7 separate regions of the Mus musculus genome follow, and regions 1, 2, 3, 4, 6 and 7 are each linked to region 5. A link is a contact called in public Hi-C, HiCAR-type, Micro-C and promoter capture Hi-C data. All regions are on one chromosome and are shown on one strand. The core of a region is the stretch at or near the end of the contact, and the rest is flanking DNA. Distances in the headings are between cores, read along the strand shown. Region 1 holds the start of Bbs12 (Bardet-Biedl syndrome 12 (human)). Region 2 holds the start of Mccc1 (methylcrotonoyl-Coenzyme A carboxylase 1 (alpha)). Region 3 has its middle 20 kb from the start of Gm36168. Region 4 holds the start of Spata5 (spermatogenesis associated 5). Region 5 holds the start of Exosc9 (exosome component 9). Region 6 holds the start of Atp11b (ATPase, class VI, type 11B). Region 7 holds the start of Dcun1d1 (DCN1, defective in cullin neddylation 1, domain containing 1 (S. cerevisiae)).

Region 1 (3,167 bases), core at 134-2,633, 760 kb after region 5:
ACTTGTCCCAAAGAACTCTACACCCCTAATCAGTAGGAAGTAGTTTAATGATAACGCCATTCCTTTCCCCTCTACTCTTTTTCTCTCTCTCCTATCTAGCATTAGAGGGTTTAAAGAGTAGGAAAGAGTGGAAGAGAAAAGAACCCACAAAGCAGCAAACAGCACAGGGGCATGCATACTAGAACACAATCATCCTGCACCACAAAAACACAAAAGTAAAAAACCCTGGTTATGGTGAACGTCTGCTCCACAGATACGCATGAGAATGTTTGACCAATTATGCGGATACACCCAACATGTGGAAGATGAAGGATCTGTCTGCTGTTTGCTTCTTTATGTCACCAAAGTAGGTCACAGAATCACTGTAGATTCTCCTCTCTGCAAGTGGAGTGGGGAAGCCCTGGAGGTGGCTGAGGATCTAAGTGGCCTATTGGCTGTGGTCACTTCGGATTCTTGGTTCTAGAGCTGCAGATTCTGATGAGTGGTCTTCTAGAGCCTAGGGCAGCCACCTGAGTCACCATTTTTTTTTTCAGCAAGAAGTCAGTGACCCTTTAAGTGGCCTGAGTTGATGAGCCTGAGTGGTCTTCTAGAGCCTAGGGCAGTCACCCGAGTCACCATTTTTTTCAGCAATAAGTCAGTGACCCTTTAGCTTTGAGTGGCCTGAGTGGTCTTCTAGAGCCTAGGGAAGTCACCTGAGTCATCATTTTTTTTTTTTTTTTTCAGCAAGAAGTCAGTGACCCTTTAGCTTTGAGTGGCCTGAGTTGATGAGCCCCTGGCCATCAGGATTGAGTCAGTGGGCCCCTTCCTCTCCGTGAAAGAATTGCTGGTCCCCTGATCATCAGTGGTTAGCTAGGTACCCCACTTCCAGTCAGCAGATGAGTTGGTGGCTCCCTGACCCTCAGTGGTTCCTGTTCCTTCAGCGGCTGAGTTGATGGCCCGCAGGATGTTGGTGGCCCGAGGTTGATGGCCTCTGCTATGCTCGCTTCCCTGTCTTGAAGTCTGTCTGCAGTGGTCTCCGTGCCCCAGGGTCGTATCTCTTTATCGCTGGGCCAACCCTCATAGACTGCAGGCGTTGGTGGATAAATGGAAAGGGAGACCCATCTCTGTTCTCCCTGGCTTAGCTACTAAAGATCCTGACACGGAAGGCAGTAAGCTGGGAAGAACACCAGGGTCCCACAGCACTCACCATATCCCCTCCCTGCGCCCCTGCCCGCGCCCGCGCAACAGCCGCTCTCCCCTCCGCGGCCCGCGTTTGCTCCCGACAGGCGGTTGCTATAGCAGCGCTCAGCGCGCAAGCCCGCCCACCAGCTTCCGTGATTGACGACCATTGCGCCCAATGGAAAGACAAGAGAGCTCTGACCGCGCTCAAGCAGGCGGGACTGGCTGGGTTCCGGCGCTGTGCAGATCCGCGCGTGGTGAGGAGGGTCGTGGACCCTAGGGGCAGGAAGCCAGGGAGGGTGGGGGCGAGTGCTCCGTCACGCGTGTCCCCAGACTCTTTACACACCGGGCCAACAGCCCTGCGGCCTTCCGGCCCAGAGCCGCCCGAGGGCGCGCGGCGGCATGGAGCCCGAGAGGTGGGTGGGTGGGGGCGTCCTTGCGGGGCGGGACGCCAGCCTGGGACCGAGGACGGCGTGGGCCTTCTCCTGGGCTGAAAACAGTGCAAAGCAATCTTTTCCTAGTGTGCTGAGTAAAACGTGGCGCATTCCCAAAGCCGCTGCCTCACGTCGCAGACACTCAGGTTGTAATCCTTAAATCTCCTTAGGTTCCTGGGGTAAGTTTGTCCTTATGGTAGAAGCCAGTTTTCCTGCCTTAAGTTTTCCCAATGGGAACTCAAAGGATGTAAAGTCATAATATTTTGTGAGTGAAGTAAAGTATTAAATCATTTACCTATAATCTATTGGTTTTTTTTCAAGGCACGTATCGCATCCGAAAAGTTACACTTGGACAGTTTTCAGAGTCATAATTAATACTAATTTTAAATAGATTTCTGAAACCCAGAAACGAATATTAGTCAGACAGATAGGCAGGCATTCCCGCGCTCATACACACAAACACACACACCGGGGTGGGGGGGGGGAGGAGAGGGGGGTGGAAGCTGCCTTTTAGACATTCCTGAATATCATTTGATCTGATGACTATCAAAAGGCTGCTAAACCTAAATAAATCTTACATCACCATGATTTAGGAATTTGGATGTTCTAGTGTTAGAGGTTATGGTTTATGATAGGTTAAAGATAGCTTAGGCAGTAGGTTCCTTGAAGAAGAACATTCCAGAAAGAGGGACACTTAGAAATACTGAGACAGGGAGCATGCTTTGCATAGTCTAAAAGCACAGAGAAGGCCTGAGCACAGCAGATGAGTCAGAAAGGAAGAAGTGTGGGTTTTCGTGCTGTGTGGGGACAAGGCCTTTATGTGAGTGAGTTAGGGAGACTTTGTAAGATTCTCAGTACAGAAGTGAAAGGATGTGACTCACTTTTATAGGAACTCCCTGTGCTAAACAGGAGTAAAGACTATTTTCTGAGAGGCTGCTAAGCAGTGGAGTGTTGTGGTTAGATTATAGTGTTAGGAGTAGACTGGAGAGGACACCAGACTTAGTTCTGAGGAGATGAAAATCCTAGTTATACCTATCAAAAAAACGCAGAGCTTTTAAACGTAACCCCTGAAAAGCAAATGAGATGTGATCTTATGAAAAGACAATTTCTGAAGTCAGTATGCCATTTACATAATCTGACTTTGCTCTCCCGTGGCAGATAGAAAGCTAAGGAAACAGTCTGACGAGCAACAGAACTGACCTGTTTGTGGAAGGCATTAGTGCCAGTCACAGCAGAACAAAAATCAGGTTGTGTTAGTGCCGTGCCAAGAACAGTTACCAGAGGTGCCTGGTCACTTTGGAAATTGCCCATCTTCCCATCCCTGTTACTGCCATTGCTGTTTCACATCCAACCTCTTAGAAAATAAGACATTTTGAGTTGTATTACTAATAGCCTATTGGAGTCTCTTCAGAATCATTTAGAAATCTTCCCAAGTTAGGGATGCTAAGATACTTCTTCAGTTTCTAGTCAAAATTGAAATAGAGTCTTCAAATGTTAAAAGATCTCTTGTGAGTATTAATTTTGATATCTGTTGTATAAGACTTTTCTTGCAGATTGTTGAAATCCATCCTTTTA
Region 2 (3,110 bases), core at 468-2,967, 550 kb before region 5:
CTGGAGCCAACTGGGAAAACATCCATCTTTGGCGGGAGAGCTCTGCTTGATGGCTTCTTCAGAGACTGGTGCTCTTACAAATCTTTCCAATTCAGCCCACCCCACATTCTTGCTCTTCAAGGAGGAAAACTTAACTTTCCTGGTCTTTTAAAGGAATTTTTCAGCTTGGAGCATTGTTTTCCCCTCTGACCTCTCCAGGTAAGTTAGGGTTTAAGGCTTTTCCAGTCCTGCCTAAGAAATCACAGCTTTGTCATGTATCCAACCTGGGACCACTGATAGCCTAAAATGTTTTTTTTTTTTTTTTTCCTCTCAGCTAGTGAAGACTGAGTCAGGCAGTCAGACACACTCCTTAAGTGCAATCCTTTATCTTGACAATGTTCTGATTTCTCTATCCCATTTTTCAAAGCTCTTTTTGCTACATCTCAAAACATTTAAACATGACGAGTAAATTGCCTGCCAGGAGATAATTCACCAATTAAGACAGCCGCTATTCTCATGGGTAGAGTCTGACTAATCAAATTCTTTTCTCTGAGGTATTAGAGGAATCATGGCTGGTAAAAAGAAAGAAAAAAGAAAAGGTAAAATTCTCATGCTGGTAAGAGTTTTAATTTTAAAAACTATTAGCAGGATGACAGCTATAACTAAGCCTTGAGAGGAGAATGACTCTGTGGTATTCTTGGGAACCTAAGGAAATTCACAGGAAGAAAAACAGCACTAATACAACTTTCACCATCTTTCTTATTTAAAATATAGGGTGAAGACCTACATTTTAGTATTCACCGAAAATCCAGGGCATCGACCACTGTTTGTTGAATGGACCATGATGTGTTTAAATTTTTATCCACGTGTTGATTTGGACATACGAGGGGGTTAGTATCGTCTTTATATTACCTCTGCTAGATACAAGTATCATCACCTCCAAGCAGAAGAAACTGAAGCACGGATATTAGGTAACTCGACCAAGGTCACAGGTAAGCTGGGAACCCAACCTTCTGCAGGCAGTTCTTGCCCTTGGGCCAGTACGTTTTTCAGAATGCGAGGAGGTGATGATTATGGTGAAGTAATCTATCTACATGACTTGGGGTTTTCACTGTTGTCAAAGCGTGGAGCTTCGTTTCCAAAAGGATCCGGGGTAGTCATCTGCCAGCTTTGTTCAAACTTGTGAACAAGAGCGTTCGACAAAACTCACCCCTCATTAATTTGACTCTTCCCAGCAATGGGAAAGGTCTCTAGAAATCCTTCTCTGAACTGCACTCAAAATGAGGGAGCTAAGCTGAAAGCGACTTTGGGAAAGGGGTCCTGGTGCAAGCCTCTAGCTACGTATGCCATCTTCGGTTGCAGCACCGTGCGGGGTGCCCAGATCAGAAACCAGCCAAGGTGGCAGAGTCTGTAGGAAGAGCCAAAGACTGAAGTGGGACAGCGCCTACCAAAACTACACACAGGCACTTAAAGGGCTGCTCTCACGTGACCCAGCGCCTCGCATCCGGGCCGCGCACGGACCGGCAGTACCCCTGAGTCACCTCGGCTGCAGCAGCAGGATCGGGACCCGTCGCAACTGGTTCCTGTCCACCGCAGCCAACAACGCCGCCGCCGCCATCTCCGCGCTGTTCTGCTGGATTCCAAAAGCTGCTTGGCTTATTCTTGAAAGCGTCCCTCCCTGCGCAAGCTTCTTGTCCCCGATCCGCCACCGTAGCTCCGAAGAGCAAGTAGGCGTCTCCGCAAGAGCCAATCACAAAACTGGGTGTTTCAAGGTACCGATTGGCTGATTGGACCATGTGCCTGGGGGGTGGGGAGTGAACTGTGAGGGGCTGGGCTCCATCTGGAGGGGCGGGGCCAGGTTTTTTTTTTTTTCTTTTTTTTTTTTTTTAGCACAGAGCATGAGAGGAAAATGCACAGCCCCTCAAACCACCACTCAAGCAAAATGCAAGCTTTCTCACTAAACATCAGGAAAAAGGGGCAGTGGAAACTGCGTGGCAGGAAACAAAGACACAGTAAAAGCTATGTGTAGGTATTTGATACAGCTGAGGCAGAGCTCATATGGGGGAGAAAAACACAGTAAGTGAAACAGCCAATCGAAGGGTTATAAGTGCAAAAACTAAATGGGACGTAGTGGCGCATATTTGCAATCCCAGAAGCTGAAGCAGAAGGATTGTAGTAAGTGACAGGATTGACTAGACAGTGAGTCCCAGGCCAGCCTGAGCAATACGTTGAGGCTGTCCCTCAAAAACCAAAATAAATAAGATATGAAAAACAAACATAAATGCAGAAGGAAAACAAATGTAAAGAGGAATAAATTAGTGAAATCAGAAAACTAACACCAAAGGACAAATAAATCCAGGAACTAAGAAAATAATTAGAAATAAGGGGACACAAGTGGAAGCAGGAACATCAGGAGTTCAAGCCCATCCTAACCTGCAGACCAAGTTCGAGACCAGTCTGGGCTAGTAGTCCTGCACCTGTCTTTAAAATCTAAGATGTTTTCTTGAAAGATTCGAACTTTTAGAAAGTCTGGATACAAATTGGCTTGCTTGTGTATTTTCGAGAAGGTTCCTACTTATCTGGCCCATTGGCCAGCAAAAGAGAACCCATCCCTCTGGAGTTCACCAGAAATGAATTCCTTCCTTCAGGAAGGATATCTTATATTGAGTAAGTTTAGACTTTTATCGGTAGAGTCATCACATAGTTTCAAAACGTCCCTGGGAGTACTTGCCACTGGCTTTGTTTGTGTGGCTGGATATCTTTTTTTCCTACAGAGTTATAAGAACTCTAGTTATAGAGGTTAATATTTCCTCAGGTTTTCATTTAGTTGTTTACTTTTACGCTGTTTCAGGTGTGAAGAGTTCCATATTAAAAAAAAAAAAAAAAAAAAAAAACCACACACTGTTTTCTGGGCGTGGGGAGAAATTGTTTTCATCTTGTACTTAAAATGAATGTAAGATATATATTTAAAACAGCAAAAAAGTGAACATGGCCTCCAAATAAGCAAGAAATAAAGAGGAAAAAAATCTCACATGACTTTTTTTTTTTTTCTTTTTGAGACACGGTCTCTCTATGTAGCCCTGACTGTCCTGGAACTCACTATGTAGACCAGGCTGACTTCTAACTCACAG
Region 3 (3,193 bases), core at 119-2,618, 650 kb after region 5:
CCTTGGGAACTCACAGTAGAGCTGGGCTGAAGGGACCCAGGACACAGCCCCAGAGCAAGAGCCATATGAGCAGGGAGGAAAAATACAAATTATACTCAACACTCAGAGGCAGAGCTAAATCCTGCTTTTCTTTACTTTGTTCTGGGTGCACACCCTATCCCCAGAGCCGGTGATATAGTAAAGGATCCAGACCCAGACACGGCCCGGTGGCTGTCAATCACACCAGCTACACTCAAAATCCACTTCCTCACAGAATGCTAGGGGGGGGCGATGATTGAGCTCTGTACTCAGTGTTGTCCTTTCCTCAGGCTGAGATGTACTCTTATGGATGGTCCTGCACATAAGCGTAGGACTAACCTCAGTGCCTGCTGAAGCACGCTCCCTCCCTTCTGCAAACTGTGCAGACCTGGCCTTCCCTGACTCCTCTGCTATTCTAAGCACTTCCTTTCCTTTCAGTTTTAGTGAATCTTTGATGGCGGATTAGATACTAGGGAAACCCTGCTCTACTAGGGCATCCAAGCAACCCTGCTGTGTCTTTCAAATATTTCCTGTTGCTTTTCTGGGGATTCCTCCCTGGTGAGGTCCTTGGTCAGTCTATCCAGGCTTCTTTCGGTAGAACAAAGGCCAGATCCTTAGTTGCTCCTGGCGCCTTCTTATCTAAAAATAGCCTTGCAAACCTGATTTTATCCATTTTCTATAAATTCCCAGGGAGCCCCCGTAGTGCTCCTTAAGGTCTAAGTAATAGTGACAGTTTGCTTTTATGGCTGAGCTGTGGTCATAACGTATTCTCTTTGCCAGCACAATTGGAACAATAAGACATTTACAACCAGTGCGAAAGTCTAGCCCCTGTCATAAGCCAGCCACTTAGAGATCATAATGTCACCTCCATATCCTATAGCTAAAGTCCTCAGGAAACACCCAGCTGTGCCAACTTAGGGGGTCTAACTCCCACTAACTGGGGGACTTGGTCAAATGATATATATGTATACAGAGAATGGATTTTACATTCAGAGGCCTCCTTACTCTGCATATCCTTACAATAGTGCCTGAAACAGATAATTCTAAAAAATACCTCATAATCATAATTGCTTTATGTCTTGTATCCAAAAGAGGCAAATCAAATCAATCAATCTTAATCAAATGCAAGCCTATTTCAGAACGCATGTCGCAGGACCCTGTTAGGTAAGCTGTGGGACTGACGACTTCTTCATGGAAACTCTGGCTTGAATATAGAATTATCTGTAAGGAGGGAGGAAGGAGGACAGAAAAGATCAAGCTCCTGACAGAATAATTTCCCTAAGGACGCACCAAGTCAGATGATTGGTTTCTTCCCCTGCACTGCCCCCTTGTGGTAAAATGTCGTTAGTGTTTTGGTAGAAAGAGGAAGTAAAGGAGACAGCGATGAAGGGAAGTCGGGCTCCAAAGAGGAGCTGCCAGCCTTCAAGGAGCTTGTGGGGAACCCTGCCCTGCCAGAGCTTCCTGTTCTTTGCTTTGTGGCCCTGTGAGAGGCGGCAGCTGCTGCTGCCCCACCCTGACCCTTTCTCTCCTCATCAGATCTGAGCAGCGTAACCAAAGATACATGGCACAGACCTCAGGAGCCCGCAGGAAAGGAGCGCCTTCCTGGAACGGTTTACCTTGCCCAGTCGTCCTGGACGCTCCCAAAGGAGGTTCTGTCGTTGTTAGCGATGTACATCAGTCTCCAGTGAGGCACATAACGCTTCAGTGAACATCTCGTCCAAAGGGACATTTGAAAGAACAAAAGAAGACCAGAAATATTTCTGAAGGAGTAGAAGCTGGGAGGGGACTTTGGGACACTTCTTTCAAGTTTCCTCCTCTGCTAAGAGAAATCTACAAACACAGGGGATTGTGTTATTCGCGTCACTGAGAGCAAGAGGAGAACGTCTGATTTGGGCATAGTATTCCAAGCACAGTTTATCGAAGTAACTGGACTCATAAATACAAAGTTGGAAAGCATCTCATGTGTACTGGGTTCTCCCTGGGAGCAAGTGCCTGTCACTGTCAGGGGAGACCTCTCCTGGAGGGCACAAATACTGCAACGTGTCAGTGATCCAGTTTCAGGAGTGAAAAATAATGTTTTGTGCAAATGCATTAATATTCTTCAAAATCTAGAAAGACATCAGAACTAGGAAGGTAACTATTGAGTGCAAACTAGCTTTTGGATGCCGTATTACTTCTTAATAAAATTTTACTAAAACTACAACCCTGAAAATAAATCAGATACTACAAATATATCCTTGTTTGAAGGCGGTGATAGATACCTGGTACGGACCAGATTGTGTCAGTGAGCAGGATCGACCCTTCCCCAGACACATTTTCAGTCAACACTTTCCTGTTCTGAGATGAGGTCCAAGGAGCGCTGGGTGCTCAGATACACTGGGGCTTTGCTCTGTAAGCAGCCTGTGGTTTCTGGGGTCCCCAGCAGAACCCCAGGGCTCTCTACCCCACATTTTGCTCTGGAAACCCAAGAGTCCTGTTGTGATTTATGAAGTGACAGAGTTAGGAAGAAAGGCAGCTCTTGGACCCGTAGCCCAACCAAACACACAAGCTGTGGTCGTCGCCCCAGACAACTGCTCTTCAGCAGGCTTGAGATTTCTCCACAGAGAGCAGAGTCCTTTCATGTGGGCAAAGAACGACTTTATCAGACAGAATGCCTCGATGCTTATGAAATGCTTCCTGAGAGGGAGGAAGTCAGGCTATAATTGGGGCAGAATTTACAACAGCGAAATCACATTTGGGCAAGTTCTCTCTTATTGCAAGGGGCCTCCGAGCCACTAGAGATGCTTCATAGATTGCCACTGTCACCTGCTGGCTGGCCTCCAACTGCCATGAGGCCCAGGGAGGGGAAGGCAGGTAGGCCCCTGAATCAAGGCTTGGGTGGTACCCAGAACACTCTGGATCACATGACCGACTTGGTTCTTAGAGGACAAGGTTTGGAAACTTTGATGTATAGGTCTAAAGCCTCAGTAGGAGGGAAGTTGGGTGGTGTCTGTCTCACCTGGTGCAGTGGCAGTGAGGCTGTAACAACTGCCCAGTCACTAGCCTGAAGCAGATGTTGTATTTAGTGCTAAGGTCACCTGTAGTTTATATGTAGCTCTTCTTGTTCACATGAAACATAGAAATCTACTTGACAGCCCCAAACGTCACTGCCACTATTGTGTTTCCTAAGGAATAC
Region 4 (3,257 bases), core at 285-2,784, 870 kb after region 5:
CTTATCCAGTATTCAGAGCTGGCTAGCATTAGAAGTCTTTTTAGTGGTCATTTGATTAATGAATACCTGGAAAAGTTCGTAACACAATCTTGAACTCGAACCTTGGACTTGTTTCAAGATCCAATACACTTCTGGAGTGGTGCTTAGATTATCATCTCCCACTGGGAAAAACTATCTAAGTATGGCAAATGCCTGTGCCCATCCATATACGTGCACATATCAGAGGATGAACTGATTCGATTCTCCTACTGGTGAAAGTGTTGAAGTCTAAGCACTTATAAGCAGGAGAGATGATGTTAAATAGCCTTGTTTGAAGATTAAACAGCATTAGAGTCGCTAACTTGCCGTGTTTGTTGCTCACAGAATAAAGATCATTTGTGGTTTCCTGGTTATGTGAAAGGATCTTTTCCATTCCATGCTAAATTTCCATGCTATGCCTTCAGTTTGAAAAACAGGCTGTTCTAACAAATCAGACACTTATCCCAAAGTGAGGGGGACTCCTTCACACAAGCATCCTTTCAGATAACTGGGTTCACCGTTCAAAGCCAGTGATGTACCAGTGATGTGTTCCTACTGAAAACTGCAAAGCTCTGTGGGTAGATGCAAGCACTGGCACCCATCCCGGTTAGGAAACCGTTTTGCTTGGCAAAGCATGTGGCAGAATCCAAGTAGCAGCAAAACTAAGGTTGCAAGGTAGCACACAGTGAGGCTGTCAGTGTTTACTAAGAGTTAAAGGCGTGGCCGACACCGTGCTAGGCGCTGCGAATCCCGTGTCAGTCTCAGGGGCAAGCATTCAGGGTTCGGGCCGGGACGTGGCTGAGGGCACTTCCAGGTCACAGCGAGAGGACCGCTGGGTGTCCTTTCAGCTTTCACCTCAGAGCCCACACGCTCCGCCCTGGTTTCCGGGGCCCGAGACCCGCACTTGCCCTGCAAGAGCCTCCGGAAGGCGGCGGCATCCAGCCCGTGCAACGTATGGTGCCGCGACAAGTGCACCGAGACGCCCCCAAATCTGTCCAGCTCGCCTTGTAGCTCGGCCCCGCAGGAGCCCGGGGTCTCCAGGCCGCCCGAGGCTGTGCGCCGCCCCGGCCGGAGCCTGGCTCCGCCCGCGTAAAGCAATGTGGAGAACCAGTAGCGGGTCCTCCTCACCCACCACATGGCTGCACCTAGCCTTTCCGTTCTCCCCTTCCCGCCCCGCCCACATCGCCTGACGTAGCATCTCTTCCCTGTCGCACGCCCCGCCCCTTCCAGCCCTGCCCGGTCTACCACGCCAGACGTAGCCTGGTCTCATCCTGGGCGCACGCCCCGCCCCTTCCCGCCCCGCCCACATCGCCTGACGTAGCCTTGTCTCCTCCAGGGAGCACGCCCCGCCCCTTCCCGCCCCACTCTCGTGACCCCGTGCAACCTCACCTCTTTCCGGCGATCGCCCCGCCCCATCTCGCGGCGAACACTCTCAGGCCTCTTCCGGAGCTCGCTCCGCCCCTTTTCGCTGGGAGGAGGGCCGACCGTAAACTCTCGAAACGTGTCTCCACCCGCTAAGCTTGAGCTGGACTTGCCATTTGGTAGAGCTTAGTGGAGCTGACTGTCCTCGACGGGTCTGGAACAGAGAGGAGAAACTTTCGGATTTTGTTGTTGTTACTTTAAGCCCAACCACATTCGCTTCGGGACTAGGCAAAGCAGCGGAACAGCCGAAGTCCACTTTTCAAGGGTTCATAACGTCAACGGCGGTGCCTACGCCTAGCCCTTCTTTCTTTCCGAAACGGTGTCTTGCGAGACCCTCGCTCTCCGCCTCCGCCTCGTGGGTGGCGCTTCTACGCGGAGCATTACGGCGTGCGCGCCGCGCCGCTGACCTCTGACCCGGAAGTTTGATCCCCGTGCCGCGCACGTTGAGCCGGCTCGGGGCTGCTTTTCTCCGACAGCCTGCGGTCATGTCTTCCAAGAAGAACCGAAAGCGGCAGAAGGAGGGCGCGGAGGGCGCCTCGCCCTCGCTCTCTGCGGCTCCGTCCCGCTCAGGGACCTCGACTCCTTTCGCCCAGCCGAGCCCGGCGGCGCCGGGGATGCTGGTGGTGACCAACTTCCTTGAGAAAGGTGAGGAAAGCGCGGGCAGCCGCGGGGCTGAGGCGCCTGAGGGGAGCGCGGCGTGTGGAGGTGGGCGTGACGCGGGAGCCCGCGGACCGCCAGGCGGCCCGGCCCGAGGCGCCCGCCCGGCCCTCTTTGCAAAAAGTTGAGGATTGCCTTTTTACTTTTTCCTCTTTCATACGTACTTCGGGAGCACTGGCGATGGCGTACGCCACGGGACCTTGACTAGCAACCCTCGAGGTGGCCTTGGCTCCTTGGAGACTCACTGTCCAGTCAGCCCGGCAAAAACGGTTCTTACCTAGTGAGCCTAGCCTGCGCTCAAACGCTAACTTGTGACGATGAACGCGTACTGCCTAACAGCGCTCTGGCTGTAGGGACAACGGCAGCGTTTAGTTACTGCTGTTGACTAGTCGCACCCTGGTGTTAGTCCTAAGTTATCCCGTCACGTGTGCCGCTCCTCTGGTTTTTCACAGAAACTGTGGTCAAAATGAGTACGGAAAGGTCAGGTCCCCATCTCACAGATCAGAAAAGGCTAACGGAGTCGCATATCAGGTACCCAGGCACCAGTGGCTGGCAGAGTCCGTGTTGGAGTACAGGTCTCTTTGATTCCGGAGCTGTTTGTCTGAGATGAGTTTTGTTGGCTTGGTGAATGGACAGACTTCACGTCTGAAAAATGAGCTACTTGGTAAACCTTTTAGCTTGTATGATGTGTAGTGGTTCTGAAAAGTGGAGCAGACTGACGAGGGACATAGTTTTTTTTGTGTGTCCAGAAAGATTGTCAAGACTGTCTTAGCATTAGCACAGTGTTTAATCTGCCTTAGCAATCAGGATACAGCTTGTTCTGTTCTGCAGATTCAACAGCTTTTCAAGTAGTTCCTTCCCACTGTCATTTACACATGTCAATTCTCTACTGCCTTACACCACTGGAAAGGTTTCACAGTGTCTTCCCGCCACCCCCCTCTCTCTGTACCTTTTAATTGTCTACTCACTAAATGGAGTGTTCTCTGCATGCTTGTCAGTCACATACCACAATTTCCATGCCATGGTCTCTTGGGCACTGCTTTGTAATGGTCACAGATAGTCTCCGTGTTGTCAAATCCAGTGGCTGGTTTTCATTACTCGCCTTTTGACTCTGTAGCCTTTGCCAGTGTTAATCTTTTCTTCCTCAAAACATCTTCCTA
Region 5 (3,460 bases), core at 729-3,228:
CTGCCTGCCTCTGCCTCCCAAGTGCTGAGATTAGAGAGTGCCACCACCACCTGACTATTGTTCTTATCTTTTTTTAATTTTTAAATTTTTTTTTTATTTTTCGAGACAGGGTTTTTCTGTATAGCCCTGGCTGTCCTGGAACTCACTCTGTAGACCAGGCTGGCCTCAAACTCAGAAATCTGCCTGCCTCTGCCTCCCAAGTGCTGGGATTAAAGGTGTGTGCCACCATGCCCAGCTTGTTCTCATCTTTTAACAAAAACAAGAAAATCAGCAAACAAATAAACTAATTTTCAATGATAAGGATAAAAGGAGATTTGCATACTACTAAGATGGAGGTACTTGTGTATGAGTGCATGTCTCTGTGTTTATGCATGTGTGCACCGTATCCTCAGAGGCCAGAAGAGTGATTAGGATCCCACGATGCTGTAGTTATAGTTGTGCATCACCCCATGTGACTGCTGTGTTTGGTAACTCAGATCCTCTGGAAGACCAACAGTTCTTAACTCTAAGGCACGTCTCCAGCCCATAAACCAAACATTTTAACACAGTAGAATTCAAAGGTATACTGATTTAGTACACGCTGAAGAATAATGGTAGAAAAACATTAACTTCTTTGTTTTCCATAATTAAACCATTATATTTACGAGAGGAAAAAAAATCCAGAAAAATAGAAGATGTATGCTCAGGATCACCTAGTGAGATGCTTGGAAGGCACTACCCTGTGCTGTCTTCTCTGGATTTGAAGCATCTGATTCAAGGAAACTTTTCTCTTTCTGTTCTGTGAACTGAGGGGGCAACGGGAAAAGCAGCTGGGGCAGCTGAGAGCGGTGATGCATACGCAGCTGTGCAGTCTGGCGGCCACGCTGAGACAATGGCAAGGCCGGGCAGCTGGACAGCCGAGGAAGCAGCAGCTGAATAGTTCAAAAGCAGCCGGGACTGGAAGAAAGGCAGCACAGAAAAGGGACAGCTGGAGAGAACAGAGAGCAAGACCAGAAACTACAGTCCTGACAACTGGAACGTTTCAGAGTTGTTAAATCTTTGGGGCCAAGGTCTCAGACCCTGGGCCAAGAGCTGTAGCATTCATTGTTGCTGCAAATCCCAAAAACTAGGTCAACCTGGAAGCTGCTAGCTAGCCATAGCCAAGAGCTGGGGGAAATCCCTATTTCCTAAACCCATGCAAGAGCTGTTACAACTTTGCAGGGTCAGGTGGATCTCTGTTAGTTCCAGTGATACACAGTGAGACTCTGTAATTAAAATAAAAAAACAATAATAAAAAAGGAGAAACAGAAGATTTGGGCACTAAAGGATCACCTACTGCTGCCTCACTCGTTGCGCAAGCTGTCAAATACCAGCTCTTGATGTGGGTGAATCAGGACACCGGCCAGCAGATGGAGGACACATGTCTGTCTGTAAAAATAAGCCTGTCGGTTTAAAATGAGATATAAGCAGTAAACGAGGTTCCAGTCAGTGACGTTACACTTCACTTGTTTTCCCGTCCTCAGGTCCCATGTGAACCACCTTTAGTCGGCTACATCCTCCCCATCCGCCCCAAGCCCTTACAAGGATTCTCCACCGATTCGCACCACCCTTCCATCTTTCTCTGACAAAAGTCAGCATCCTCAGTAGACTGTCTCTGTGGTGAAGTGCCAGGGAATCCCAATACTTAGGTCAGCCTGGAAGATGGTAGACATCCAGACCCAAGAGCTGGGGAAATCTTTGTTTCCTACCCCCAAAGCAAGAACTGTTACGACTTGTAGGGATAAGTAAGTCTCTGTTGAGTTCAGTCAGAGACAGAGTGAGATTCTGTCTCAATAAAAAACTAGGAACAGGACTGCACTGCAGATGCTAATCTCCACTGCGATGCCGGGCAGGACCAACCCGGGAAATCTTCGTTGATTTGCTACACTGCCTGTACCGGCCCCAGCGGCCCCCGATCTCTAGCCACGCCCACACCACGCCCCCGAGCCTGCGCCTGGATGACGTCGGTTTTCCGCGCCGGGAAGAAGCCGGTGTGCGGACTTGTCTCGGTGCCGTTCATCCTTTGCGTGGCCCGCCACTATGAAGGAGACGCCGCTTTCCAACTGTGAGCGCCGCTTCCTGCTCCGCGCAATTGAGGAGAAGAAGGTGCGAGGCCTGCGGTGTGAACACCGTGGCTTTGGGTGTAGACTCGGGTTGTCCGTGGATACATTGTCAGTTCGGCCTGTTGTGTGGTCGTGGTGTGGACTCGGGGGCTGCCCAGTGTGGACTCTCCCCATTCCCCAAGCCTCAGGGCAGTATTTGACCCTGACCAGTTCCTTTGAACCTTAAGCCAGCAGTATTCAGTGGCAGGGACGTTGGGAACCAGGACCACACAGACACAGTTGCCACTCATAAATATGTTAAAGCAGTAAATGGTGTTTGCTTACAGCGCCTGGACGGCAGACAGACCTATGATTACAGGAACATCAGGATCTCATTCGGAACGGATTATGGATGCTGTATTGTGGAACTGGGAAAAACAAGGTAACAGGATTCAAGTTAGATAATGCAACAGGAGGTGTGAAAATCACAACATACTGACTCGGTTGTTTACTGAGCAGCTCCGAATTCCAAACGTGCTATTCTTATTCTTATTCTTATTATTATCATTATTCTGATGAGAAATATGTTTCTTTAATGCCAGCCTTTTTTAGTTTTGTGCGCAGTTTAACTTTCAACCATTAGTGCTTTCTGTTATATGAGTATCATAGTTCCGTATGACCATTATAAATCATGTAGACAGCTAACATTGATCACACAGGTTATCTGCATGTCTCATTTTCTAGTGTGAGGAGTGTATCGATCATGTCATCAGTAAGCCTCAGTTTCCCTTTTATTCTCAAATGATGTAAGAAATAAGAGATTTCCTTTCTGTCATCCTTTTGTGTATACCAATATTTTTTATTTCTGCGTGAAATCTACTTACCCTTAAAAAAAAAAACCTTTATTATTGTGTATGTGCATTATTGTGTGTGTGTAGGCAGGTTGCTGGGTCCAGTTTACCACATTCTATATGTAATTTCTGCCTCTTATGTCACATTGTGTTGTTTAGGTTTTTGTTGTTGTTGTTGTTATTTTAGATTTCGTCACCCTTTTTTTTTTTTTTTTAATTGAAAAGAAAGTACGTTTAGTTGACTGCTTTGCACCTTTATTTTTGCAGAGTCCTTGGACAGGTTTCCTGTGAACTTGTTTCTCCGAAACTCAATAGGGCAACGGAAGGTATCCTCTTTTTTAACCTTGAGCTTTCTCAGATGGCTGCTCCAGCTTTTGAGCCTGGCAGGTATCTCACTCTTTGTTAAGTTACTTTAGCCATGGAAGAACTTACCCTCAGTGAGATATTGTTTTCCTGCTCACAGTCGAAGTTTATCACATTAGTTCGTTCTTCTTTCCATAGGCAGTCAGATCTCTTGGTGAAGCTGAATCGACTCTTAGAAAGGTGTCT
Region 6 (3,368 bases), core at 801-3,300, 800 kb before region 5:
TGTCAGTACTTAGGGCAAGTTTCTTTTGTTTGTTCCCAATAGCATACACATACAACTGAAATCAAGATTTCAGAGAATTGATCCCTCTGACCTCTATACACCCACATGGCACATACTCCTACCTCCAAGAAATAAATTTAATTAAAAAAAAAACCCTGATTATTATACATGGAGAAGATTTTACCACCACTAAAGAATTACAACTATAGTATAAAAATGCTCGGCCATGCTATGGTTCTGGTAGAAAATGTTTGGAGCAAAACACTGCCCTGTTGCTATTTTTGTTCCTGACAGTTTGGACTTTCATATGGTCTTCACATATTTGAGCTGCTTTTTGCCACATTGCCTCATAACACCTCGAATCAACTCCTTCCTAATTCCCCACCCCCTGTCCACTTCCACCTTTAGAAATTTGGAAGCCAGTTCAATGATATGTAATGCATCCTCTAGGTTGCTGTTTTACAGGTTTTCTTGACAAATTTTGGTGGCATATAAATAAAACATTTCCAGGCCTACTTTGTAACCAAGTCACTGAGAAACGAGATGTGAGAAGTAAGTTTGTTTAGGAATATAGCTTAAGAACACAGGTTCTACTGTCCGATTATCCATAATCCAAATCACAGTTTTGCCGAATTATTTAACTTGAGCTTCTCCATCTGCACAATCGGGATAATACGTACTTCAGAGACCCAATTAGAGTATCGGGTAGAGCTTGACGCAGTGGGTTCTGGGACACTGCCTTAGAACGGAAGTAACATTTTGTTTTCTCTAAAAGCATTCCAGTAACTTTATGCTGGTGTCACAGAGTAAGGGTCGGGCATAAGAGCAAAACGAAGGTTCCTTTTTCTTTTTAAATATCTGTCCTAAATTTGGGTAATTTATAATATTAAAAAAAAATTATTGCAGGTCCCCCCCCCCCCCCCCCGAGACAGGGTTTCACTGTATAGCCCTGGCTGTCCTGGAACTCACTTTGTAGACCAGGCCGGTCTCGAACTCAGAAATCTGCCTGCCTGTGTCTCCCGAGTGCAGGGATTAAAAAGGGATTAAAGGGCTCCATTGCAGATTTTATAGGCCATAGATAACTGAAAGACTCTAATTGCAATGCTGGATTAACTAAGACATGACTACTGAAACCAAAAGACAGATTTGTCTAATCACCGTAGCTTAGATTTAGGTTTTTGCAGAATGTTACTTTTCAAATTACAAATGTCTGATGGTGACGTGTTTTAATTCAGGAAAAAGAGAGTACGACGAAGACGAACAGGTGGCTGCTTTTAGACAGTATAAACTTGTTCCAGTTGCTTGTATGGGCCTTCTTAAAAGTTATCCACACCCTTGTTAGAGAGGTCACGCTACTTTGGAGGTAGTTTTCATTGCATGCTTAGCAATTAGCTTTCCGAGGAAAGTCTCTCCCCTTAGCCTTTCCAGCTTAATTCATCAGGATAGGAACTCAGCAATAGCTCCAGAAATTGAGGTGCAGGCTGGACTCTCACAGAGAAATCTCAAACTTTCCCCAATATTAGTCCACTTTGGTTACTCGCTGAGTTATGTGTGAAGCAATTAAATGCCTTTGACAATTAAAAAAATTTTTTTTACCAAGTCTATAAGAATTTTGTACAATTTAGTTTGATCATAATCATCTCCCTCTCCAAATGTAAGTCTTTGATAATTTAATGGTCTGGGCACAGACCTTTTGGTCACATACATTTGCTGGTGTGGATCCGAATGTTGGGGTGGATGGGGGGGGGGGTTGGTGGGGGAGGGGGAAGATCTGTGACAGGGCAGAGCCAACTCCTCTTCGAGGAGTTGCTACAGCCTAGCCGGCCAAGATACAAAAACTCGAAAAAGGCCCACAGAGCCGGCGAGCCTGACAGCGCTCACGTTTTCGCGACAAACCGCCCCGGAAAGGGGCGGGCAAACCCGCGCGGAAACACGGAAGGGTGGGCCTCCGAGAGGTAAAGAAGCGGGCGGGTCCAGAGCAGGTGAGGGAGGGGCACAGGGCTTGGGGGCGGGACCATGGAGGGCGAGGGCGGGGCGGCGCCGTGGGGGCGGGCCCATGGCGGGCGAGGGCGGGGCGGCGCCGTGGGGGCGGCGGTGCTTCGGGTGACAACGGTCAGAGATGAAGGTGGCGGCGGCTCAGCGGGGAGTAGTGCTGCGCCGGGCGCGGTTGGCAGCCAGGCCGCGCCTGTAGGACCTCCGGGCCGGGGTGGCGGGATGGGGACCCGACTCGGGTAGAAAAGCGGGGACAGCAGAGAGCAGAACTTAAGCCCGAGGGGCTCGCCTGCTCCGGTCACACTCGGAGTCCTCTTCCACCTGCTGCCGCTCGGTCCCGCGTCCGGCGGGCCACGACGGCGTCGGCGACGGCGGGGGCATGTGGCGCTGGGTCCGGCAGCAGCTGGTAAGTGAGGGCTGGGTGGCGCGGCGGGGCGGCGAGGGCTAGGCCGCGGCGGGGGCGCGCGGCTCTCTCTCGGCCCGGGCTCCGCACAGCGCGGGGATGCACTGCAGCTTGCGGCCGCTGAGGGTCGCGAGCCGCGCGGGCCCCGAGGTGGCGGAGGTAGCGGCGCGGGGCGCGGGTCAGGCGGCTCCCCCGGACTCCGAACTAGGCTCGTGCGGGCTCCGGAGGAGGTCTGGGTCCTCCTCGGCCTCCCGGCGGAAGCTCGCCCTGGGCCTAGGAGGAAGGCGCGCCGGAAAGGTCTTCACCGCAGACCGGTGCAACTTCTCTGTGCATCTCTTGTGTGTCACCCACCCCTCAAGGCGGTTAGAACGCACGGGTTAGGAGCCAGTGGTTTAACTTTTGAACATTACTGTATTACCTGGAAAAAGAAAAAGAAAACCCTAGAGTGACTTAAGTGTCTAAAAAGCGTCACCTTTCTCAGAAATCATTCACAGACGAAAATCTCTCATGTCCCTTGGCACTTGCAGCCCAGAAAATAACAACGCCAAGGCGACAATGACAGTTAAGGCAGACATCACTTCAGTTCTAGGAATGCTAATCTATATGCTGTTTAATTTTGAAATTGTACCAATTGCAGTATTTTTTTTCTACGAGGTTTCAAGGCAGTGATAAATCTTAGAGAAACAGAAATGTCCTGTTTTGAGACCAAAATCTTCATTCTTTTTTCTTGTGGTAGAACAGTTTTTCAGGTGAAAACTAAAAAGTATGTATTTCAGTCAGTCTCCTGTTTATTTTACAGTAAGCATCATTCTTAAATAAAGAAATCTTATAAATAAAACTAGAACCGCCTGCCACTCCCTCATACAAATGGTAGGTCTTTATTTTTAGCTAACTGTTGCAAATTGAAGTATTCCAGCTTTATTGGGAATCCAAGCTAATGATGTCATTTAATCCACACTTGCTTTCTTGTGGC
Region 7 (3,256 bases), core at 512-3,011, 620 kb before region 5:
TCTTTCCTAAAACGGACAATAATTTGTGTTGTAGAAATTAGTTGTGGTACACATACCAAAAACAAAACTCCTAACAGTCTTACCAAACCATTTTATAACGTCTAGGAAAACAACTATAAATTTATAATGAAATATTTTTACTATAAGATTCTTATGGACCCATATTGACTTTCTAAACTAACAAGATCATACCTAGACTGTACATGTGACAGAAAATGAGTAAAGGCATAGAAAGTGCCTTAAGTTAAGGACATCTTAACAACCAGGAACCACAACCAGTACGATTGCATGACGTATGGCTAAGCTCCAAAATGAGCTGATTTAATATTAACCAAAGGAACAGAAGGCTACAAGTCCTAACCCTAGCTCTCACTGAAACGGCATGAATCCTATATTCCTAATGAGCACTGGCAGGCACTGGGTTCGAGGGCAGGTGTCTGATGTGGACTGTGGGAAACTGCATACATACTCGTGATGAATGTCCATCAGAGACGCGCACTCTATTATTTTAGCCTGCTGAAAGCACCCCAGTAAGAGAGTGGAAACTCTTGGGGGTTCAGGAGTAATATCCAAGGCCTGTTCAAATAATTAAAGGAGAACCTGCAAACTCTCTCTTGGGTCTCTGAACTTTTACTGTACTCTCAATCCAAACACTAACCGGAACTTCCTTACAAATATAAAGTTTTACGAACGTAAGCACAGAAGAGAAATCTTGACTCTGTTGGGACCTAAACACATAATCAACACATGACACCAAGGCTGGGGCCATATAAGTGTCACTGAGCGAAAATCAACCCCCCACGACTCAAGACTGGGCATACACCCTCCCCAAAGAAGCCTTTCAGCTCTCCGGAGCGAAGGACCTCATCACTTTTACTCTTCTCCCAGCAGCCAGCCGGGAACTTCAACAAGGTGTGACTGTATACTTCCAAACTGAAAAGCAGTGACCAGCAGCGCCAGGTACTTAATGACAAAGGACTCAGCTCACCACAGCGTCTTCCAGCTTCCGTGACTTTTTCTCACCCAAACAAAAACCAGGAGAGGAGCAACTTGACAAACTGTTTCTTAAGAATCACAAATGGTCCCTAACTGCTATAATAAAGCAATTACTCCTCCCACCCCAAGCACATAGAGCAGGCGCTCGGAAGGCAGCAGGTCTCGGGTCCCCCGGCTGCACTTCCGTCCGCAGCCCGGAGCCTCCCAGTCCCCTCGCAGGGACCGAGCCTCAGCCGAGCCGCCCCAACTCCCGGGCGCCTGGCGCCTGGCGCCAGCGCGGACCAGCAAGGCCGACGCCGGCTCGCCAGGGCCGCCAGCACCGAGGGGCCCGGCCGGGACCAGGCAGCGCCAGGCCCGCTGCCCAGGCGCCGCCTGGCCGCACAATGGGGCGCGGGCCGTCCCCCAACGCCTCCGCGCCCGGCCCCGCTCCGGCGACTAGGCCCCGCCGCGCTCCGCTGCCGGGCCCTCGCGTAGCGGCGGCGCCGGGGAGGGACGGGCCGAGCTGGGCGCCGGCTGAGCAGCGGTAGCGGAGCGCGGCGGGGCCGGGGGCCCGGGCCGGGCGGCACGGCGCCGCGGTTCCTCACCATGTTGGTGTCCTCCGGACCTCTCCCCTCCTCCTCCGGCTCCGCAGCGAATGGACGGCGGCGGCGGCGGCGGCGCCTCTCACGGGCTCGCCGGGCTCCCGCTCATGCGCAGTGCGGCGGCCCGCGGAGCGGCCGGGCCGCGGGAGGCGGAGGGCGCGGGCCCCGGGGTGGGCGGCCTGGCCTGCCGGCATCCGTGGCACGAGCGGCCGGGCGACCCGGCAGCCCGGGCTGCGGACACACGCTGAGACCCGCGCGGCGGGCGGCCGCGGGCACAGTGAGGACGAAGCGCCGGGGCCCTGCCTGCGCCCCCACTCAGGGCGCCCTCGTCACGGCCGCGTCCTGTCCTCCGTGCGCTCCTAATAGCTCCACGTCAGAGTTCCCAGGTAAGTTTTTGGAAGAATCCGGGAGACTATTGCGCCTAGAGCCACTGTCATGCCTGGTGGACGGGCCAAGCTTGACCTAGCCTGCCTGCTGAGCTGTGGGCCAGAAGACAAGTGTGTGCTGCAAGGAGAAGGAAATACAGTACTCCCTGCAGAGAGAGGAAATAAAACAAAGGTACGGCACATAGAAAAAGCTGTCCAAGATTGCCCAGGTTTATATATGTCATCCGCATCTTCATCACCAAACGTGGGTCTCCCTTTACCACCGGCAAATACCACCAGATCACCCCTAGAAGCTAACAATCTTAAAGTTTCTGTTAAAACAACTGTTGTCACTCCTCCTCGGAGCTTCCTGCTACTGCTTAGAACTAGCCACGTGGTGGGGGCTCCCAGAGCCCTGCAGAGGCAGATCTTTGGCACTGCAGACCTGTTGTCACCCATTCATTCTTTACACCATCAATGCGAGTGTGTGTGTGTACGCGCGCGCGCGTGTGCGTGTGTGTGCGCTGATGTGGCATCTTCTCGCCAGGCCCTAAGAAAATACCAAGTAGCAAGGGTGAAACTAGATCACACTTGTGGTTATTCTCTAGGAACTCAGCCTAGCAACTTAAAATATTAACGAAGAGGACTCAGTCTCTTGCTACACTTCATTAGACTATTGCAACAATAGCTTGTAGGTTTTCTTAAAGCTCTTTTTTTCCTAAGTGCCAACTCCAAGGGGTGATTCTTAGTTCCACTTGACCTCTTTCTCTCCTGAATTTGAACACGTCCTCCTAGAATTCCCATAATTTTTCATGACTTGATTTATTTATAGTCTCCCCTTCACTTACCATTCTTCTTTGCTAGCTAACTCTGGCTTTTCAGTGGTGGGCTTTCCAGAACCATCCCTGAATCTCTTCATATATTCCTTTTTCCTAGACCCTGCCCATATCCCAGTGAGTCCAAAATCTTATCTAAAGCTCGGCAGCGGCATGCCCTAAGCACAAATTCTGCTCATCCCACAGACCCCCCCAAAGCTCTACAAAGCCAAAATCTTATCCCTAAACCTGCATTCCCCTGCTTTTTCATCACATAAGCTAAATATCAGAACTGCCCATCTCCCTTAGTCTAAGCTCGCCGAGTTCATCATCTGAGTAAACCCGAATTCTTCCCCTGCCCTTTAATAGGGTTCATCTCTCATTGGGACCCTCCTTTCTCCATCCCCTTTTGAGATGGAGTTTCTTTATGTTGCCCAGGCTAACAGCCAACAGTGCGGCCTGGGATTGCAGGCAAGTATGTCTCCCACCCCATCTTCTC

Evidence for each region. Promoter capture Hi-C pulls out the DNA fragments that hold promoters and counts their contacts. A called contact is a pair of places that touch in the nucleus more often than the background predicts. HiCAR-type assays count read pairs that join an accessible place to other places. Capture Hi-C pulls out chosen DNA fragments and counts their contacts.
Region 1: a promoter capture Hi-C map of pancreatic islet shows a contact between it and region 5. The contact joins the promoter of Bbs12 here to the promoter of Exosc9 in region 5. A contact is called at or near these places in 2 of 39 promoter capture datasets (the C10 cell line and pre-B cells), 2 of 484 Hi-C or Micro-C datasets (CD4 T cells and rod photoreceptor) and 2 of 9 other capture datasets (liver and pancreatic islet).
Region 2: a contact with region 5 is called in a promoter capture Hi-C map of pre-B cells, with 4 times the contacts expected there. The contact joins the promoter of Mccc1 here to the promoter of Exosc9 in region 5. A contact is called at or near these places in 5 of 39 promoter capture datasets (3T3-L1-derived adipocytes, cranial neural crest, hippocampal neurons and 2 more), 8 of 484 Hi-C or Micro-C datasets (B cells, CD8 T cells, Th1 cells and 4 more), 4 of 115 datasets of contacts at active chromatin or transcription factors (bone marrow-derived macrophages, effector CD8 T cells, forebrain and 1 more) and 3 of 9 other capture datasets (adipose tissue, liver and pancreatic islet).
Region 3: a contact with region 5 is called in a HiCAR-type map of astrocytes, with 3 times the contacts expected there. The contact joins the enhancer-like site here to the promoter of Exosc9 in region 5. A contact is called at or near these places in 6 of 39 promoter capture datasets (3T3-L1-derived adipocytes, the C10 cell line, cranial neural crest and 3 more), 1 of 15 datasets of contacts at CTCF or cohesin (large pre-B cells), 4 of 484 Hi-C or Micro-C datasets (the HPC-7 cell line, cerebral cortex, nephron progenitors and 1 more) and 8 of 115 datasets of contacts at active chromatin or transcription factors (T-cell acute lymphoblastic leukemia, astrocytes, embryonic hindbrain and 5 more).
Region 4: a contact with region 5 is called in a Micro-C map of embryonic stem cells, with 5 times the contacts expected there. The contact joins the promoter of Spata5 here to the promoter of Exosc9 in region 5. A contact is called at or near these places in 7 of 39 promoter capture datasets (the C10 cell line, HPC-7-derived erythroid cells, embryonic stem cells and 4 more), 12 of 484 Hi-C or Micro-C datasets (the Ba/F3 cell line, CD4 T cells, CD8 T cells and 5 more), 13 of 115 datasets of contacts at active chromatin or transcription factors (the 230-238 cell line, astrocytes, effector CD8 T cells and 8 more) and 3 of 9 other capture datasets (adipose tissue, embryonic stem cells and liver).
Region 6: a contact with region 5 is called in a Hi-C map of B cells, with 11 read pairs. The contact joins the promoter of Atp11b here to the promoter of Exosc9 in region 5. A contact is called at or near these places in 4 of 39 promoter capture datasets (cranial neural crest, liver and pre-B cells), 4 of 484 Hi-C or Micro-C datasets (B cells, CD4 T cells, myocytes and 1 more), 3 of 115 datasets of contacts at active chromatin or transcription factors (effector CD8 T cells, large pre-B cells and pro-B cells) and 1 of 9 other capture datasets (liver).
Region 7: a promoter capture Hi-C map of erythroid cells shows a contact between it and region 5, with 6 times the contacts expected there. The contact joins the promoter of Dcun1d1 here to the promoter of Exosc9 in region 5. A contact is called at or near these places in 4 of 39 promoter capture datasets (the C10 cell line, erythroid cells, frontonasal cranial neural crest and 1 more), 2 of 115 datasets of contacts at active chromatin or transcription factors (bone marrow-derived macrophages and effector CD8 T cells) and 2 of 9 other capture datasets (adipose tissue and macrophages).

The regions. Positions count from the first base shown.
Region 1 is chr3:37,311,171-37,314,337 of GRCm38.p6, forward strand. It overlaps Bbs12 (Bardet-Biedl syndrome 12 (human)), which reads left to right and starts at 1,384. Exons shown (of 2, transcript NM_001008502.2): 1 at 1,384-1,415. Cetn4 (centrin 4) reads right to left here and starts at 1,276. Exons shown (of 5, transcript NM_145825.2): 1 at 1,187-1,276. The coding sequence starts at 1,189.
Region 2 is chr3:35,998,961-36,002,070 of GRCm38.p6, forward strand. It overlaps Mccc1 (methylcrotonoyl-Coenzyme A carboxylase 1 (alpha)), which reads right to left and starts at 1,718. Exons shown (of 19, transcript NM_023644.4): 1 at 1,521-1,718. The coding sequence starts at 1,597. Mccc1os (methylcrotonoyl-Coenzyme A carboxylase 1 (alpha), opposite strand) reads left to right here and starts at 953. Exons shown (of 3, transcript NR_029456.1): 1 at 953-1,751.
Region 3 is chr3:37,202,768-37,205,960 of GRCm38.p6, forward strand. No RefSeq gene overlaps it. Among named protein-coding and RNA genes, the nearest start is that of Gm36168, 20 kb to the right of the region's middle. Within about 2 kb of position 1,369, at least 204 of the 459 cell types and tissues checked have an H3K27ac peak or open chromatin away from gene starts, as enhancers often do. A contact at or near this core is called in the HPC-7 cell line, astrocytes, cerebral cortex and 3 more, where this site is marked.
Region 4 is chr3:37,418,416-37,421,672 of GRCm38.p6, forward strand. Spata5 (spermatogenesis associated 5) reads left to right here and starts at 1,535. Exons shown (of 16, transcript NM_001163511.2): 1 at 1,535-2,085. The coding sequence starts at 1,926. It overlaps Nudt6 (nudix (nucleoside diphosphate linked moiety X)-type motif 6), which reads right to left and starts at 1,181. Exons shown (of 5, transcript NM_001291044.1): 1 at 927-1,181. The coding sequence starts at 1,155.
Region 5 is chr3:36,550,628-36,554,087 of GRCm38.p6, forward strand. It overlaps Exosc9 (exosome component 9), which reads left to right and starts at 1,979. Exons shown (of 12, transcript NM_019393.2): 1 at 1,979-2,124; 2 at 2,408-2,502; 3 at 3,179-3,298; 4 at 3,413-3,460. The coding sequence starts at 2,059.
Region 6 is chr3:35,752,013-35,755,380 of GRCm38.p6, forward strand. It overlaps Atp11b (ATPase, class VI, type 11B), which reads left to right and starts at 2,051. Exons shown (of 30, transcript NM_029570.4): 1 at 2,051-2,398. The coding sequence starts at 2,372.
Region 7 is chr3:35,931,205-35,934,460 of GRCm38.p6, forward strand. Dcun1d1 (DCN1, defective in cullin neddylation 1, domain containing 1 (S. cerevisiae)) reads right to left here and starts at 1,762. Exons shown (of 7, transcript NM_001205361.1): 1 at 1,581-1,762. The coding sequence starts at 1,583. It overlaps Gm15952 (a long non-coding RNA gene), which reads left to right and starts at 1,874. Exons shown (of 4, transcript XR_880768.3): 1 at 1,874-1,963.